Linked DNA regions of Rattus norvegicus: region 1 is linked to region 2. A link is a contact called in public Hi-C data. All regions are on one chromosome and are shown on one strand. Each heading gives the region's core, a stretch centred on a gene start, on an enhancer-like site or on the middle of the called end of the contact. The rest is flanking DNA. Distances are from core to core; before and after follow the strand shown.

What was found. Hi-C and Micro-C count contacts between places; a contact is called where the count stands out from the background.
Region 1: a contact with region 2 is called in a Hi-C map of kidney, with 2.7 times the contacts expected there. The contact joins the promoter of Tlcd1 here to the promoter of Flot2 in region 2. A contact is called at or near these places in 6 of 12 Hi-C or Micro-C datasets (frontal cortex, kidney, liver and 2 more) and 1 of 1 datasets of contacts at active chromatin or transcription factors (oligodendrocytes).

What each region holds. Positions count from the first base shown.
Region 1 is chr10:63,571,162-63,575,015 of GRCr8, forward strand. Tlcd1 (TLC domain containing 1) reads left to right here and starts at 1,380. Exons shown (of 4, transcript NM_001013858.1): 1 at 1,380-1,704; 2 at 2,022-2,104; 3 at 2,191-2,273; 4 at 2,583-3,413. The coding sequence starts at 1,511. The coding sequence ends at 2,966. It overlaps Rpl23a (ribosomal protein L23A), which reads right to left. Exons shown (of 5, transcript NM_001108283.1): 4 at 3,794-3,854; 5 at 3,571-3,641. The coding sequence ends at 3,627.
Region 2 is chr10:63,421,947-63,425,533 of GRCr8, forward strand. Flot2 (flotillin 2) reads left to right here and starts at 2,154. Exons shown (of 11, transcript NM_001270800.1): 1 at 2,154-2,305. The coding sequence starts at 2,257. Dhrs13 (dehydrogenase/reductase 13) reads left to right here. Exons shown (of 5, transcript NM_001398768.1): 5 at 1,081-2,059. The coding sequence ends at 1,526.

The DNA of each region.
Region 1 (3,854 bases), core at 130-2,629, 150 kb after region 2:
AATGGGCTGGTTAGTATCACTGCTATGGTTTCGACCAGGATGAATTAAATCCTGACTTCCTCATGATGCCTGCTCTAAGGGAGAACACTTCAGTATTCAAGAGGTGGTCCTTAGCTAAGTGTTAACGTTCCTATTTTTGAATGGGCGAGGTAAGCGAGGAGAGAAGGGGTGTTTATTTTTTGTCTCCGCCCCGCCCCAAACTAGCCTACGTGGAATGACCGGAGGGAACCTGTGGTCACTGGCTCAGGCTGGAGTCAGCTGGTTTCCCAGTTAGCAAAGGAGTGCAGGGGGTAAAATGCTCACAAGACATTACATCGTGCTATCTCTTAGTAACCGAATGGGCCTTGAGTGACCCTGGAGACCCATGGGAGTTAATGTGTAACCCTGGAACCATCAGGGAAGACAGCAAACACCAGGCTTAGGTTCCTGGGTTTCTGGCTCCCCCACCCCGCCTTGATACACCGTTCTCCTAGTCCCCACTTTTTCCCCCGTGTCGTCCACTTCCACCTCCCAAAAGCACACACCCCTTCACTCCTGCACCGCCTCTGGGCTGCTCCTTTTCCTCCGGGTCTGCTGATTGCGCTCCTGAGTGGAGGCGAGCTAGGACGCCTCATCACAGTGAGGACAGACTGACACCTACTGGCCAGAAGCCGCAACTACTCTAGGACGCTGCCCTGGAGAGAGGGTCACCCCAGCTGTCTGGGCAAATCCGCAGCCTTCCCCGCCCCAGCCTCCAAGGAGCCAGAAGAGGGTTGGGACTGTCTCAGGGAGGACTGTGACAACCGCTATGCTCCAGGAGCCCAAGAATGATGGGTAGGAGTGGGGTGATGGTAGGTGACTCAACAGTTCCTAAGCACCACTCGTGCTGGGCGCCGGAGAGGCAGGTAAACACGTCGATCCAGTCCAAGAGAAGAATTGAGTCTGGGCGGAGCCCTAGTCTGAGGCCGCGTTCCTGAGCCCCCAGGATCAGGGTTTAGCAGCCCCGGCTGTGTGATGGTTCCGCCCATCTCTGCCCTGAAAAGAGTTGGGAGAGGAGCTTTCTCGAAGTACCCGCCCAGGATGTGAAAGCCGGTGGAGGCGGCGAAGGTCGGGAAGAGGCTAGTGGGGCCGTACGCATGAGGGCAGCCGAGGATGCCTTCGGATGTCGGGAGGCGCCAGAGAGGGGTGCCTCGGAAGCGATGGCGGGGACAGCCCCTTCGCGCTCTAAGTCGGCGGGTTCCGGGCGGGGCCCTGGGGGACACGGGGCTCGCGCCCTCCTCGCGGCAGAGGCGCCCGAGGGGCGGGGGCAGGCGGCGGGGCGGGGCGGGGGCGCGGGCTGCAGGGGCGGGCAGAGGCCTCTCCGGGAGCGCGGGGAGGAGCGAAGGAGCCTTGAGGGCTCCGTGAAACTGTGGGGCTGGCGGCCCGCGGCAGAAACGATCGTGGCGCGCTGGCCAGAGACTGGACGGTGTTCCCAGAACTGCCGAGGGAGACGGCTTAAAAGGCGAACAGACAGACGGCAGGGAGGGTCAGCATGCCCCTACTGTTGCACCCCGCCTGGCCGCTGCTCCTGGGCGCCACGCTGACCTTCCGGGCACTCCGGCGCGTGCTCTGTCGCCTGCCCCTGCCGGCACACGTGCAAACCGACCCCCTGCGCACCTGGCGTTGGCACAACCTACTCGTCTCCTTCACACACTCCATTGTATCTGGGATCTGGGCTCTGCTGTGGTGAGTGAACAACCCGGGGTAACGAGATGGCCGTAGGGTCTTTCGCGGGGTGCTCGGACTGGATTCCCTGTTGCTATTCCCACCACTCTCGGGTGAACAGACACCAAGGATCTCACCTGATTCCCTGTTTGGAAAACTACCCAACCAAGAACGGCTGTGGGAAACCCAAGGTACCTGGGCTTTGGCCAAGTCCCTCCTTACTCTCCAACCAGCCAATAGTAGGCGCCCACAGCACCCTGGGACTGGCAAGACTGTTGGGGGAGGTGAGGGTCCTCGGGGAGGCTGCAACCGCGAGAACATCCCTTTTTCTATTCCAGCATATGGCAAACCCCTGAAATGCTGGTGGAGATTGAAACAGCCTGGTCAGTTTGTGGCTATTTGCTTGTTTGCTTCTCTGCAGGTAGGTTGTGCCCAAGAAGGATAAGATTAGGATGGAAATTAGTTTAAAGTGTTAAGTCTTTTCCACTTTCCCTACCCCTCCACTAGGATACTTTATACATGACACAGTGGACATCGTGGTTAGCAGGCAAACTCGAGCTTCTTGGGAATACCTTGTTCATCATGTCATGGTAAGGGAGAACCCGGTGAAATGATACAGGCAAAATCTTCATAACTCTTTGAGCCAAAGAGGGAGGGAGGCCATCTTAACCCAGCAATGTCTAACTTATAAGTTGCCTAAGTCTCAGCAGAGTGCCTGGGCTTACCTACTATCTAGGTAGACTGACCCTAGTGGAGTCTGATCCTAGTAAATATAAAGAAATCTTAGCACTAAATGTTGATGCTCCTCTGCTTCTGTCCTGTCTGGTATGCCCAAGGCTGGCACAGCACCTGTTTTCAAGCGCCCTTGTTCTGTTACTTGTCTCCCCCTTCCCTCCCAGGCTATGGGCGCCTTCTTCTCTGGTATCTTTTGGAAAAGATTTGTTGGAGGTGGAGTCTTAACACTACTGGTGGAGGTCAGCAACATCTTCCTCACCTTAAGGATGATGATGAAGATAAACAATGCCCAGGATATCCTCCTCTACAAGGTCAACAAGTATGTCAACTTGGTCATGTACTTTCTCTTCAGACTGGCACCTCAGGCCTACCTCACCAAGTTCTTCCTACAGTATGCTGGCCAGAGGACCCTGGGGACATTCTTGTTGTCTATTCTGCTTATGCTGGACGTGATGATACTCATCTACTTTTCTCGCCTCCTCCGTTCTGATTTCTGCCCTGAACGTGCTCCCAGCCGCCAACAAAAAGACAAATTCTTGACTGAGTGAGAAAGGAGATCCCAGGATGTGTGACAGGGACAGCAAGCACAGCCAACAGCTTTGTAACATAAACTAGGACTCTGCCCCAAGCCTGGGTGTATTCTGGGGCCAGCCTTTCCACCTTAAGCTTACACCCACACTATTGAAAACACTAATGAAAGCTCTCTGAAGTCCTCTGTTCTTGGGCAAGGGTTGAAGCAGACCAACCGGTTGGGCATGGTAAATGGGTGAGGACAAGATGCTGTCCAAAAGCCAGTGAACCCATACCACCCCGCGATGGACGCTGACAGCTCTAAAATAACCCCTCAGCTCTTCCAAACTCTGGTATTGGTTTCACAACAGTCTCTGCCAGGGAAGGAACTCTTGTAAAGCTTGTCTTCTGAGCCTGTGATGGAGCCATGTTCCAGGGCAACTAACACCTGTCTAATAAATGGCCCCTGGTACTGAGTTAATCTAGCATGCGGGATGCATCATGGTGTGTCCCATTGGGTTAAGCATATGAAGTCTTCATTGCTCAGAGCTGGGAAAGCCCTGGGTTTGATCCCAGCACCCACCCTATTACCACAGTATGGCCTTGTCCCCACCCCAATCAGAAAGCAACAAATGACAAGCAGCATTATTTATGGTGGAAAAAAAGTATATATTTAGAATTAACCATCTGGACTCACTTTAGATGATCCCAATCTGAAAAACAAAAAAGGGAGCTAAATTACTGGAGCTGAACTCCTTAAGGTAAAGCGAGCTGGGATGACAGAACAGGAGGGTGGGGCTTGTTAGAGATAGTAAGGCAGATTTTGATGTAGATGTAGTATCTAGACAGAAGTGACTGTGCTTACCTTGTTGGCAACATCTAGAGCATCATAATCAGGAGCCAAGCGAACATATGCCTTCTTCTCT
Region 2 (3,587 bases), core at 904-3,403:
GGACATTGAGGCCACCTCGGTCTGTAAGACCCCATCTCCCTGAAAGAAGACAAAACGAAAACCAAAAACACCTTGCCCTCGGATCCCACAACAAGTGGCGATACAGTCAGGAAAGTGACACTTAGGAAAGATGAACAGGAGGAGGGGGACCTAGAGTTGTCAGACAGACGTTTTGTTTTGTCAGTGGCTGTCAAGGCAGACACTTGAAAGGTAACAGTTGAACACAGATCTGAAAGAGATAAAGGGTTCTTTGAAGCTCAGAAATTGAATAACAGGCACAGAGGCGGATGCTCCTGGTGTGCCATGGGAGGGCTGGTGCGCCCAGCATGGCGGGAGCTGGAGAGATGGGCTGAGCTGGTGAATCATCTTTGTCCTTAGACAGTAGGTTACAATAGGCAAGCCCTGCCCAGATCATCTTAGAAAGCCATTGCTCAGGGCTTCTCTGTAATCACAGTGACAATCATGCTACTAACCTTCATTAGGCTCTTGTTACAATTACAGATCCCTAGTGTTAACGGTGTGGCTGGAATACTATAGGTTCTTAAAAAAAAACGATGGCTGAACAAAGGAATGGGCTGGGCTCAAGATAGATGAAAAGCTGGTGTGAATCAGGCACCGTGGCTTACACTGGTAACCCCAATGGGAAGCTGAGGCAGGAGTACGGCTGTGAGTTCGAGGTCAGACTGGACTTATAGAGGAGGAGTGAGACTCTTTCTCAAAGAGAAAGGAAAGGACCAGGGATGTAGCTCAGTTGATGGAGTGCCTGCAGCATGTATACAGCCCTGGGTTCAAATCACCAGCACCAGAAAAGGGAGGCGAGGGTGATGGAGAATGAACAGCAAAGAACAGAGAACACACATAACCACAGCCTGGGAGATGGGACTGCACAGACCACCAGGCTGATAGGAAGACTTTCTGGAGGATTAAATCACCTTGTGGGGTCCCTGAATGCCTGGTAGATACTAATGTGCTTTCCCTGGAAGCAGATTCTAGGGTCTGCTCCTAGCTTGGTTTTTTTCCCTGCCTGGTGCCTGAGCCCCCACTGTCTTCCTCCACAAATCCTCTTCTTCCTGCCCACAGGGCCTGTGAACTCGGAGCTCTTCCTGCGTCACCTTCCTGGATGGTTGCGTCCTATTTTGCGCCCACTGGCTTGGTTGGTGCTCCGGGCACCACAAGGGGGTGCCCAGACACCCCTGTACTGCGCTCTGCAGGAGGGCATTGAGCCCCTCAGCGGGAGATATTTTGCCAACTGCCACGTGGAGGAGGTCTCTGCAGCTGCTAGAGATGACCAGGCTGCTCATAGGCTATGGAAAGTTACAAAGAAGCTGGCAGGGCTTGGGCCTGAAGACGATCCTGATACCGACGACGAGCAGGAACCGCGGGATCCCAGAGCCCCATCTTCTCTGAGTGCCCCCAGCCCTGAGAAAACCACAATTTCTGGACCTTCTCGTAGCTATCAGGGCTCACAAGACTTATCCAAAGTGACACAGAGAAGAATTCATGTGAAGGATGAACCTACACCCTAACTTTACCAACCCCCTGGATAGAATGCTTTTGTAGCACGGTGGGATCCCTCAACATCTCAGCCTGGGCACTGAGGGATTGCCACATTTACCTCGGAACCTCTTGTCATGTCCTCAACAGCCCTTTTCCTTGAGAAAGGAAGTGAATACTACTTCCTAAGGCAGACTGTAACCCCAGATTCAGGGATGATATGTCAGGCACTGTTGCTCTGGAATTTGATTTTCAGATTTCTGGGCCCTTCCCTAAGTAGTGATCTGCCCCGGGGAAGGGCCGGGGACTTTGTGGTTGATGCACTGCAGATGTTAAACATTACTGAATCCAGCCCTTCGCAACTTTCCAGCTAGGTAGTTAGTTTACTCCCACTTTTTAAAGAGGCGGAATTAGGAAAGGACTCAGGGGAGAGACTGGGGTTTTGAGCCCTGGGGTCTGCTGTAGGGCGGGTGCCTGAGGTGACGCAGTGCAAGGTGATACTACTGAGGTGCCCCAAAGGTGCTATGGGGCCAAGCCCCCTGGAATAAAGCGAGCTGATTGCGGATGCGCTGGCTCCCGCCTCTTTCAACATGCCGGCCCCGCCCTCCGCTGCTACACTTCCGGCGGGGCCGCGGCCGCAGAGGGGCGCAGGCGGGCGGGGCTGGGGGAGGCGGGATAGGCTGGGCGCGGCCGGTGCTGCGGACCCGCCACAGCCCTCCAGGTCGCTGCGGACCCAAGGCCTGCTTGCCTGCCAGCGGCACCATGGGCAATTGCCACACGGTGGGCCCCAACGAGGCACTGGTGGTCTCAGGTGAGGGGAAGGCGAGGGGTGGGGTGGGAAAGGGCCAGCATAGGGTTCGGGTCCCTCTGACGCACCTGAGCTAGCCCCCAGAGAGCAGTCCTCGCTCCCACAGCACAGCCTCAGGCGTTCGACCCTTCCTCTGCTCCACCGTGGGTTTAGGGGCTTCTAACGTATGCAGTAGGTTCCAGTACTGGGATTCGCAGCTCTGGAAGGCAGGTGCCTGACGGGGAGGGGCCTGAGGCATGAGTCCCTCTTTTCCGGGTGAGGCAGACCCGTTAATTCCGAGCAGGCTGGGGCTTGCCAGGAATTACTGCCATCACCCGCCCTGCAAACGCGGGTGGGGCCTCTACAGTTGGGTAACCCGGCTCTGGCCTGTACCGCTCTAGATTACAAAATGCAGCAAGCTCTAGATTTGGCTGGATGGGACTGTAGCGTTGGGAGCCTTAAAGCTGATATTTATGTAAGTGGTGTATTTGGGATGTCCTAGGAGGTAGCTCAAGCCACCAAGGACCCTGTTGCATGCAAGCTCACAACTGTAACCTCTTCCCAACATCAGCACTGATTTCCAGCCTGTATGCAGAATCAAAAGGCTGGCTGCCAAAAGGGGAGGTAGAAGCCCCGAGCCAAGGCTTATTAGATGCCATTCTTGGGGAGGTATAATAAATCCATTGGACCCCAAACATAGCTTTCGGCATTGTTTGGACCTCAAAATCAATCCCTTTACTGAGACATCTTCCCCGTCCCTAATCAGGACCCTACTAAAGTGGGAGAAATACAATACCACATCTCATTTTGAAGAGTCTTGGTTGGAGTCAGAAGGGAAAGCACAGAGGCCAACTTTGGCATTCTAAAGCCCAGTCTTGGCTCCCTCCTTGTCCAATAGTTTGTGTAGGCTTGAGTTTTCAGTTTGTTTTGTTGCGGGGGAGGGGGACTGGTTTGTTTGTTTGTTTTGAGGGGTTTTAAGGTTAATTCTATTTTTTTTCTTCTTTTTCTTTTCTTTTTTCTTTCCCTTTTTCTTTTCTTTTTTCTTTTTCCTTTTCTTTTTTTCGGAGCTGGGGACTGAACCCAGGGCCTTACACTTGCTAGGCAAGTGCTCTACCACAGAGCTAAATCCCCAACCCCTAATTCTATTTTTTTTTAAGTTGTATGTGTGTGCCTGTGCCAGTCTGTCTGTCTGTCTGTCTGTCTGTCCGTGGATATTCGCTGGTGAGTACAGATACCTGAAAAGGCTCGGCAGGCTTTGAATTCCCCTGGAGCTGGGGTTACAAATGGTTGTGAACCATCGGACATG